Linked DNA regions of Mus musculus: region 1 is linked to region 2. Evidence: chromatin contacts called from public HiChIP or PLAC-seq data. All regions are on one chromosome and are shown on one strand. Each heading gives the region's core, a stretch centred on a gene start, on an enhancer-like site or on the middle of the called end of the contact. The rest is flanking DNA. Distances are from core to core; before and after follow the strand shown. Region 1 holds the start of Mdga1 (MAM domain containing glycosylphosphatidylinositol anchor 1). Region 2 has its middle 13 kb from the start of Ccdc167.

Region 1 (5,309 bases), core at 159-2,658, 160 kb after region 2:
GCTCACTGTATTATTCTCCCAAGACTTCCGGATCTCTCTAACCCCTGGAAAGATTTCGGAAAGCCGAGACCTTACCCCGGCATCCCCAGCCTCACACCAATAGCCTAGGACCGCTTCTTGGGCTCGGGAGCAGCCTGCTCGGTCTCCCGGCGCCCAGGCGAGGGCGGAGACGCGGCCATCAGTGCATCCACCAAGCCCCGGCAGCGCGCACTTTGAGCAAGATCTTGTAAAGTTTCCGGGCGGCTCCGCCAGGGTAGAGCGGGACGCTGGCTCTTACCATAGACTCCTTGTCCCCGACAGTGGAAGGGGATAAGCGCCAGAAGTAGAAGACAGGTCACCTCCATCTTCACGGCCAGTGCTTCATCCCCGCGAGGCGGCGCAGCCTGAGAGGCGGCGGGGGGCGCATCCGCCGGGGCACCGCTTTGCCCTCTGCGTTCCCTCCTTTTCCCTGAGTCGCGACGGAGAGGGCGGCGACCGAGACTAGGAGTCTGAGCAAGCCGCGACTCGGCTCTGTCCTCTTCCCACAGGGCGGCTGCCCGGGTGGAGACGCAGGGGGCGCTGCCCCAGACCTTGAAGCCTCTGCGCACCGGGCGCAGCAGCCAGCTCCCTGGCCCAGAAAGCTCGGCCACCGAGCAGTCCTAGGTCCCCAGGGCTGTCCACCGAGGGTGCTGAACGCGGGGGGACCTCTCTGCTGCGGCGGCCGCGCTCCGATCCAACAGGCCACCGATGCCTGACAAACTTGTCTTTTCCCCGCCCAGGGGACGCCCCTCCGCGGAGCCAGGCCAGGAGGCCCGGACTCTGCTTTGGTTAATCCGCTGGCTCCAGTCCTGCAGTAGGTGTGGAGGGCTCCGCAGCCCGACCCAAGGGAGCCGGGCTGGGCGCCCTTCCCGGAGGCGAGGGCGCCGGGTCCCGGTCCTCTGGAGCGCTGGAGCAGCGAGGACTAGGTTCGGCAGCGGGGCGAGCGCTCCGGGTCCCCGAGTCCGCGAAGTTAGCCGAGCCGCCGCCGAGGAATCCGGGGGAGGCGATCGCGTCCCGGCGCCCCCGCGGGAATCCAGAGAACGGTTCCAAAGCAAGAGGGACCGCAGCCAGCAAGGGAAAGAGGAAAGTTTGAGTCCTTTGAAAATAATTCGCGCTCTTGCGGAGGCCCGGGCTCAGGAGCTGCTGGCCGCCTCCTCTCTCCCCGCTCCTCTCCCGCCGTCTGGCCGCCGCCGTGGCATTCCCGGGCTCCGCGATCTCGGGAGAGCGGGGCTGCGCCGCGCCCCAAGTTGGGCGTCCCCGCCCCCCTCCCGGCGGCCTGGGCCCGAGAGGGCCCCAGCGGGCGGGGCCGGGCGGGCTCCGGGGCACCGCGGCCACTCCGGCTCCGGGGCCGCGGGAGCGCTCCGCTCGCTCCCTAACTTGGGCTTCGCTGTGCTGCTTTCTGGTCCCTCCGAGCTTTTCATTCCGCGCTTCCTCCACCTCCCCATCACCACCACCCCGCCTCCCGCTCTCCCTCCTCCCTTCTTCCCTCCTCCCATCTCCGCGATCGGTCTCTCGCTCTCCCACCCTTTGTCGCTCGCTCGCTCTCCTGTTTGATTCCCCTCCAGTTAAAAAAAGGGGAGCCAATTAAAGGCAGCCCAGCTCGCCCGGCCCAGCCTCTGTCCAATTTCCTTGCTTCCCCCAGGACCAATTAGAGAAAACAAAACAGGGCTGGGGGAAGCAGTCTCTCTCTCTCTCTCTCTCTCTCTCTCTCTCTCTCTCTCTCTCTCTCTCTCTCTCTTTCCCCGCCCCCCCCATCTCTCTCTCCCTATCTCCGCCTCCCCCACCAGCCCCCTGGCAGAAAAATGTCAGAAAGCAGCAATGGATCCATCTATCCCGAGGACAGTAGCGGGAACGTGGGTTCGGCGCGGGCTCTGCAGCCGCGCACTCGCACACGCTCTCCGCCCTCCCTTGCACAGCCCAGGCTGGCAAAGCCCTGGCCGGGTGCAAACGCTCGCCGCACGCTCGCCGGGCAAGCACCGGCGGCTGGTTGCTGGGACGCAAGCCTGCAGGGCACTGGACACTTAATGAATGTTTTGCACTTTGGAGAAGGTGATACTGGAGCCTAGGATCGGAGGGAAAGGCCAAGGCGTCTGCTTCTCCTAGACCAGAGCTGGCGCGAGAGGCGGTTGCCTGCTGTCGCTCTGCAGGGATGTTGGCTCGGCTTGGGAATCCCGCCACCTCCACCACCACTACCCGCCCCTGGCAGAGCCCCAGCCCCTTTCCAAGCTGCCTCGGCCTCTCCCCGGGTCGGGCGCCGGGGACGCTGCCAGAGGCACTGAGGAGGAGGACGCGCTTGCAGCTTGCAGTGTCCTAGCTGAGGCCCACAGGTTGCCAACAGGTTTGCCAGCAAGACCCCAGTGCCAGAGCTCCACAGGGACACCCAGGGTCCCCTTCAGCCCGCTTCTCTCAAATCCTGCCTACCCGTGAGACCTCAGGCGTGGCCAAGTGCCCTAGGGGTGCTCGCGCTTCCTGCAGCCAAGCCGGGAAGCCTGTCTCCCCCCACTTCGAGACTCCGTCACCTTAACCCGGCCCTCCCCGAAGCTGTGACCAAGATGTAGTTCCTTCCAGACGCCCTTGGGGAGGGGCGTGGGCTGGGCAGAGAGGCGCACGACCTCCCTGGCGCCTCCGATAGCGTCCTCCCTCCAACCCGGTCCTGCTAATCTTACCTGCTCCACCTGTCGCCGTTATTTATCTCGGCGTGAGCGCAGGGATTGTACTAGAGCGGCCCGTGGGAGCGCGGACAGCACAGCCGCAGCAGCTAACAAGCTCGGAGGTTAGATCCTGTTCAGGATCTGCTGCAATGGTGGGTCCATGACCTCAGGCATCTGTCCAAACTCAAAGACCTGTTTCTGATCACCCAAAGAGTTGATTCTCTTGCATGTAAATCAGCGCATGAATTAAAAATATTAATTATAAATCCCTCCCTCTCCAAGCCCACTCCCACCGGGATGTTTCTCCTCTGACCCTCCTGGGCAAACATAACCTGTTAAGGAGGAGTGGAAAGCACAAGGTGTTGCCTGGTAGATGGGGAGGGGCGCCATCAGCCTGACTCTTCTCAGTTTGCTTATGGTTCATCCAGGCTACCCGCCCTTGTTCCTGGCTCCTTTGTTTCTTTCCTACTCTTACTAGGGGTGGGAGTCCAATGCTCAGTTAAGGGTGTCCAAACTCAACTCAGCAGATGCCAACTAGAGATTTATTGAATGAATGAATGAATGAATGAATGATGTCCATCGTGGGCCAGATCCCCCAGTCCAAAGCTACCTTCCACGTGCTCAGCCTTCCGTTAACTCGAAGGGAAATGCATGATATGATCCACAGACGTCCAATGTCTTCCCACCTACCTCTCCCACTCAGTCTGAAAGGGAAGTGGTATCAGATGAGGGGGTGATGGTGAGTAGCTTGGTTTATTGTCCTGTTGCCATTATTGGGAAGCTTCCAGAATCCCCCAGGAAGCTCCCAGGGAGTCATCCTTGATGAGTCAGGCTCTCTCTGGCTTTGCCTATTCTGGGAAACTGTTGTATTCCTTTCCCAACCCCAAACAGCATCAAATTGCTTTTCTCTGGCCTAGCAGAGAGGATGGGTATACTGTCTGAACACATATTGGCCTGGAAAAGAACGAGGCCTTGTGGTGGAGGGCTAGGGAGGAGGAGAGCAGAAGTCCAGAGCCTGGCAGGCTGGGATTGAACATTTGCTGTGCTAATCCACTTGTGAATACTCGCTGTGTGTAGTGTAAACACCTCGACAGCCTGTTCATGTGTGCCTGTCAACTCAGTCATTTCCTCCCCACAGTATTCCAGGCCTGCTGCCTGGGACTGAACCTCAGAATTGACAGTGGCAGCCAACCTCAGAGAATGCAGAGGACCACCAGGCTTGTGGTCCAGCCCTAAGCTGTCTGGGCCTCACTGTCACCCAGATATCAAGCAGGTGGGACTTCTACCTAGCAGTGGTTGAGAGAACTGGGTACCTGCTACAGGGACAGAGGTTTTGTGTCGGGCACTGTCAGGCATCTTAAGGACTTACTCTTGTTCACAGAGATGCTAAGGATCCTAAGTAGCCAGGCTGAACAGCTTTGTGCCTTCCTCCTAAGGTTCCCAAGCTGCAGGTATGCAAGCCCAGAGGCGACTAGCCACACTTCCATAATTCTTGCTGTGAAACTAGCATAAGAGCCAGCATCTCCTAGTTTCTACAAGCACTAGAACAGTGCTCTGGACCACACATGAGTCTGGTAAGAATGTGGGAGCATGAGAGCTAGACCCCAAGACCTGCAGGAATGTCCCTGGGGGGGGGGGGACCATAAGGAATCACAAGGCATGGGATCAGTCTGCAGCAGGGGATCTGGGGACCACCATCACTTCCTCACTGAAGAAAGCCTTCCTTCTCAGAGAAGCCTCAGCACTTGGACCCCAGTAAGTTCCCAGAACTAGCCAACTCTGGTTGTGTCTGAGATGAGCTAGGGAAGCAGGGTCCTGGGACAGGGTCCGGCATGGGTGGGTAGCTGAGGTCTCTAATGACACCACAATTCCTAAACAGCTCTCTGGTCTCTTCTGCTCTCCTCTTGTGAGTCAGAGCCTGCAAGGGAAGCAAGGAAGAGTGCAAGTTCGAAGAGACTCGGCCTGGCCCCAATGGTGCCGTCGCCTCCTGGAGAAGTAGATTGCGTCTGAAAATCATACGGTGGCAGGTATTGATTGGATCGCACAGCAGGCTGAGTTCTGGTCAAGGGGAGGAGGGAAGCTGGGAAAGGATGAGGAACGGTGAGAGTTATGACCCCGCTGAAAGACCAGTTTATTAATTCGAGCCCTAACAAATAGCCAATTAATGGCCCCAGCTGCTAATTAGTAAGCAGTTAACTTGTGTTATAAATTGTATAGCTCAAGACTAAGGATAATGCAATCTTTCCATGACACCCTGGATGGGGTGGGGGTGGGGGCTGCCTATGGAATTTTGTCACCAGAGCTGTATCCCACCCCCACCCTCTATCCCCACCACACTCAGTTAGGCCCTGCTGATAAAATGCAGGCTTTATATGAGCCCACTCTTCTTTATGAGTGCCATTCATTGAGTACCCTAGGCGCTGTGGACTCAGCACAAACAAGAGAGACAAAATCCCTTCTGGAGGTGGTGAGATGTCTCATCAGGCAAAGGTGCTTTCTACCTATCAAGCCTGAAGCTACCAAGCACTGGTGTAAAAACAAAAATAAAAATAAAAACAAAAACAAAAACAAAAACAAAAACAAAAAAATTTAAGACAAAACACCTTCTTTATGGAGGTATGAAGAGACACACACTAGGGC
Region 2 (5,532 bases), core at 2,463-4,962:
GGAGGTTGGACAGATGGCTCAGTGGTTGAGAGCACTGGCTGCTCTTCCAGAGGTCCTGAGTTCAATTCCCAGACACCACATGTTAGCTCACAAATGGAATCTGATGCCCTCTTCTGGTGTGTCTGAAGACAGCTACAGTGGGCTTATGCATAAAATAAATAAATAAACAAACAAATAAATAAATATTTTTGTTTGTTTGTTTGTTTGTTTGTTTTTTCGAGACAGGGTTTCTCTGTATAGCCCTGGCTGTCCTGGAACTCACTTTGTAGACCAGGCTGGCCTCAAACTGAGAAATCTGCCTGCCTCTGCCTCCCGAGTGCTGGGATTAAAGACGTGTGCCACCACGCCCGGCATGTTTTTTTTAAAAAGATTAATAGATGGGCTCATGTGCACACACACACACACACACACACACACACACCCCTACCCCTACCTTAACTATCACCCCACATGTATCCGTAAACACACAAACACACACATGCAAAACAGACTTGAAGATGCCACTCCTTTTATTTGTTGACATATGTAAGCATGCTCCCAATTCTTTGCTGTCACAACAAAGTACAAGTAAAATGTCCATTATATTAGTCAGTACCCGTTGTGATGTATAGACAACAACCCTGAAGGCCTAAGTAGCTTACAAAAAAAAAAACCCCACATTTACTTATTTACTCGCTGCTTCGTAAGTGAACTGGGGTGCCTCCGCTCAGGGAAGCAAGAGGGAAAGAGGAGGGTCTCCTGGGGTGCCCTCTGCCCCCTGCCAGTTCCTCTTTGAGTGTCATCCTGGTAGATCCCAGGGGTCGCTGCTGAGCTGAGCTGGGTGTGGCACGCTGAGAAGGCGGAGGAAGTGGGTGGAGCTACTCAGTGGGGGGGGGGGCGGGGACACGTTAGTTAACACATTCTAGACTTGAACAGTGGTGGTTTGAGATTGGCCTCCATAGGTTTTGGCATTGATGGTGCTATTTGGGAAGGTTGAGGAGATGTAGCCTTGCTAGAGGGGACCCTGTTCCTGAGTTCCTTTCTCTGCTCCCTGTGGTTCCAGATGTGAGCCCCCAGCGTCCTGCTCCTGTTACCATGCCTCTGTCCTCCAAAGCCCCAATCCAGACTCTTATCCCTCTGGAATCCTAAATCCAAATAAACTCTCTTGTAAATTGTCCTGGTCATGGTGTCTCCTCCCAGCGATAGAAAAGCAACTAAGGCCAGGGCGGTGGTGGTGCACGCCTTTAATCCCAGCACTTGGGAGGCAGAGGCAGGTGGATTTCTGAGTTCAAGGCCAGCCTGGTCTACAAAGTGAGTTCCAGGACATCCAGGGCTATACAGAGAAACCCTGTCTCGAAAAAAAAACAAAAACAAAAACAAAAAAAGAAAAAGAAAGAAAAGCAACTAAGATGTGTATCCTGGGACCAGTGTGTTCCTGTGTCACAACTTCATTATTCTTTATGGATATATAGAATTCCGTGCAGAAGCCCTACTGACCCCCCCACCCCCAGGAGTATCTTCGTGCACATTTGGAGAAAAGAATCTGGCATATTGGACATAATGCATCCACCACTCAGCCTAGAACTAGGGAGGCAGAAACAGGAGGATTACTATAAAGTTGCTATCACCCGGGGCTATATATCGAGATCTTGTATCAAACAAAACAAAGCAAAAAAAAGAAAAGAAAAAGGAAAAAAAAGAAAAGGAGAAAAGAAAAGAAAAAAGAAAGAAAGAAAGAAAGAAGAGAAGAGAAAAGGAAAGAAAGGAAAAGAAAAGAAAGGAAAGGAAAGGAAAAGAAAAGAAAAGAAAAGAAAAGAAAAGAAAAGAAAAGAAAAGAAGAGAAAAGAAAGGAAAAGAAGCAAAGCGGTGATTCAGCCTCACTCTTAGTATTTGGCGGACTGAGGGAAGTCCTAGGGGTTAAGGTGCTTGCTGTAAAATTATGGGGACCAGAGTTCAGATCCCAGCAAGGCAGGCATCTCACATGTATCTGTAACCCCAGCTTCAAGGGTGAGTGGAGACAGGAGGATTGCTGGGCCTTCTAGCCTAGCCTCTAGCCTCGCTGAGGAAACATGAGCTGATCAGGGAGAGCTGTTGCTTGAGAAACAGGCAGAAAGTGATGGAGAACACCCTACGCTCTCTCCTGGCTCCACACACGTGGGCAGCATACACCTGCATACACGAACACGGACATGCCCATAAATATATAACTAAGTTAGTAGATAACAAACGAAGGCCAGAGAGGTGACTCTGGGGTTCAGAGTGCTTGCTGCTCTTTCTGGGGACCCAAATTTGGTTCCTCCCACCTAAATCAGGAAGTTTATAAACCACCTGTAACTTCAGCTACAAGGGATTTAAAGCCTTCCTCTGGCCCCCATAACCACCTGAACACACACGATACAGGCATATAAACACATGGATGTATGCATAAATGATAAAGATTTTATTTTTTATTTTATTTTTTAAGATTTATTTTATTTATTTGAGTACAGTATAGCTGTCCTCAGACACACCAGAAGAGGGCGTCAGATCCCATTTCAGATGGTTGTGAGCCACCATGTGGTTGCTGGGAATTGAACTCAGGACCTTTGGAAGAGCAACCAGTTCTCTTAACCACTGAGCCATCTCTCTAGCCCACGCTTTTATTTTTTTTAAAAAGTAGTGTGTGTGCGTGTGTGTGTGCGCGCACGTGCGTATGCATGCTCTATGTGTATCATATTCATGCATGAGCCCTTGAAGACAAGAAAAGATTATCAGAGCCCTTAGGACTGGAGCTATCGGACATTGCAAGCCACCTGATGTGGTATGTTGGGAACCCAACCCAGGTCCTCTGACAGAGCAGCAAGTGCTCTTAGCTACTGAGCCCTTTCTCCAGCCCCAAAATGAGACGTTTAAAGGGAATAAATAACAAAAAGTAATTAATGTGACTTAGGGACATCTTTCCAAATATGCTTTGGGACACAGCATTCTTGGGGAAGCTGAAATGACCGCAGGAGTTTTGTGCTCCTTGTTCTGAAGACCCAGGAAGTGGCAGAGATGCAGCCTGACAAAAGGGTCCCCACTGGTCACAGAGGAAGGGGTGGGCTCTGGCTCATTAGTGACAGGGGACTTAGGCCACCAGCTGGGCCAGCATGCAATACAAGGCTCTACTGGCTGCCAGGCCTCATTAGTGGCCACCAGGTGGGGGTGAGCCTGTGGGCAGACAGCCCTACGTGGATGAACTGCTGTCTCTGCACAAGACAGGTCACGTCCTGTACACACACACACACACACGGGCCCTTTTCTGGGAGCTATTTTCTTGTCTCTTCACTTGCTGGTATTGATGTCTGGGCGGCCTTGTCAGCCCTGGCAGGCAGCCCAGAGGCCAGCGCCCCAGGCTGTCCCTCTCTGCCTTCGCCTTCTGGCTTTGGTGGCCTTGCTCAATTGGGTGGCATTTGAGAGCACAAAAGGGAAGATGGTGCCATTCAGGAAAGGGCGCCTCAGGCTTCCCCGCTGGAGAGTCTCTCGGCTTGTCTATTTTCGGCATGCAGGCATTTCCATCTTGGTAGTGGTCACGGTCCTCACCCTGGCTTCCTGGGCTCCATGGGATGGAGTTCTGCCTTCCTGGGGATTGAGCTGGCTGCTAAACAGGCTGGAGAGGGGAGGGTAGAGTTGGGTGGAGAGGCAGGGTCTGCCAGGCCTCCCTGCTGAGTGACATCCACAGAATTCAGCCAGCTACCACCCCAGGCACCTGATGCCTGCGGCCTTCCTCCCTGTCTTGGCAGCTGCACTGAGAAATACGAAGGGTCTGCTGCCCTGTGGTTAGGTGCCTGGGACAAAGGCCCAGGTCCCTTGGGACTCCTTTGTCATTAGCCATTCACATTTGTGGGGTGAGGATCAAAAGCCTTCCCCCTGCCCCAGCCATTGGTGAGCCAGGATTTTGGCAGGAGGCAGCAGACCAGAGAGAGAGGGTATGAATGATGGACACTCCAGGACTGCAGCCTTTGTCCCTGGATGATCGGGCCTCAGCATCTGGAGACCACTATCCTCCCCCCACCCCCCACCTCTCCACCCCCCCCCCCCCGCCGCCAACCTCGTTTCTGTTCCTAAAAGTCACAGGTTTTGAAATTTCCGTCCATAAACAGTGTCATGGCTTCCAGTCCACCCAGTGGCTCACGGGTGTTGGTTTTAAATCTGTATGCCTGCATCTGGAAGCCCTGCCCAGCTCAGCCCTGCAGTGGATCTGTTTATCTGTTTGCTGGCCTACATTCGGGGCTTTTCCTGGGAAAGACCTTGGGACCCAGCGCCTTAGCATTGAGCCCTGAGGAACACTTTAGCCTGGCCTGAAGATGCTGCTGGCTAGATCCGATAGGACCAGGGCCAGCAACCCGGGGCTCCCAAAGGACGGCCTTGGAGCTGCTTTGTGGTGTAAGAGTGCTGAGTTTATAGGCATGGGAAAGCCTCGTTGACAAGACACAGGGATATGGCTCACCCAGGTCTCTGGGGTCCAAAGGCTTTCAGATTCTAGTTGAAGATGGTTTTCCAAGTGCTGGGATTAAGTAAATTGAGAGAGGCATCCAATAGCTGACTCCCCAGCCTTCCAGACTACGACTACGTATTTTAAAACCTTACAGAACGGCTTCTCTGGAGCCTTTGGAAGGCATATGTTGGCTACAGATTGTGGCAGCAGGCTGGGACTGAGAGGGGAGGGAGGGAAAGAGGGGGGTAGGGGAGGCAGCCACAGCTGAACAGAATTCTGTCATTCTGTCACAGATCTGGGAAGATCCCCCGGGGGAGTGACTATCAGTTCGAGGCAGCTTTAAGTGGACTAAGGTCGGTGCAGAACTGGGTAGGTACAAAACTCTATAGTTCATGAGCTGGGCAACCTCAGGTGAGTTGCTTACCTTCTCTGGGCCTTATCTGTAACAGGACTACGAATCAGCTTACAAATAATCCTGTAAAAATGATACTGGTATCAAAATAGCCTGGTGGTATAGGACCCTAGAAACTTAAGAGGGGCTCTGAGGAAATTCAGGGACTTCTTTTTTAGCATTTTTTCTGGTCTCTGCCTCTTTGGGGAGTCCCATCCCATGCCCTCCCCCTCAGGAGTATAATCCCTGCATTGCTTAAGCTGGAAGGCTTAAGGTCATGAGGTGTCCCCATGACACCTGTGGCCCCGGGGAGACAAGGTAGACACACAGGCTGAAGTGCCAATGTTTAGGTTCCAGTTTGGCCCTGCCACCACCCACTGCTGTCAGCAAATGGTTTAGTCCCCTAGCCTGCTCTCTGCCCCCTGGGAAGGTTGACCATATGCCCAGCTCAGCTCGTGGCAATGACATTGGAGTTAAGATGTGCCACATAGGATACCAAGCATCCAGCACACAAGCTCTGGGGCTCCCCATGAGGTCTAACCCAACCCTGATGCCACACTGGAGCCTTACCAACCTGCTGCCTAGTCAGAACACTAGTGGTGTGTGTGTGTGTGTGTGTAGACCAGGCTGGCCTTGAACTCACAGAGAGTTCGCAGTCACTCAGAGCCTTGCTCCTCCCCCTCAGCAAAACCTTCAGCCTCTGGAG

Evidence for each region. HiChIP or PLAC-seq counts read pairs in DNA pulled down with a chosen protein or histone mark.
Region 1: an H3K4me3 HiChIP or PLAC-seq map of embryonic forebrain shows a contact between it and region 2, with 5 times the contacts expected there. The contact joins the promoter of Mdga1 here to the enhancer-like site in region 2. A contact is called at or near these places in 18 of 39 promoter capture datasets (the 3T3-L1 cell line, the HPC-7 cell line, HPC-7-derived erythroid cells and 12 more), 1 of 15 datasets of contacts at CTCF or cohesin (large pre-B cells), 11 of 484 Hi-C or Micro-C datasets (the G1E-ER4 cell line, the HPC-7 cell line, LSK cells and 7 more), 16 of 115 datasets of contacts at active chromatin or transcription factors (bone marrow-derived macrophages, craniofacial prominence, embryonic basal ganglia and 10 more) and 2 of 9 other capture datasets (adipose tissue and pancreatic islet).

The regions. Positions count from the first base shown.
Region 1 is chr17:29,887,170-29,892,478 of GRCm38.p6, forward strand. It overlaps Mdga1 (MAM domain containing glycosylphosphatidylinositol anchor 1), which reads right to left and starts at 1,409. Exons shown (of 17, transcript NM_001368423.1): 1 at 278-1,409. The coding sequence starts at 344. Gm41559 (a long non-coding RNA gene) reads left to right here and starts at 2,732. Exons shown (of 3, transcript XR_003952341.1): 1 at 2,732-2,821; 2 at 3,808-4,696.
Region 2 is chr17:29,727,474-29,733,005 of GRCm38.p6, forward strand. No RefSeq gene overlaps it. Among named protein-coding and RNA genes, the nearest start is that of Ccdc167, 13 kb to the left of the region's middle. Within about 2 kb of position 3,713, at least 54 of the 459 cell types and tissues checked have an H3K27ac peak or open chromatin away from gene starts, as enhancers often do. A contact at or near this core is called in brain, embryonic forebrain, hippocampal neurons and 3 more, where this site is marked.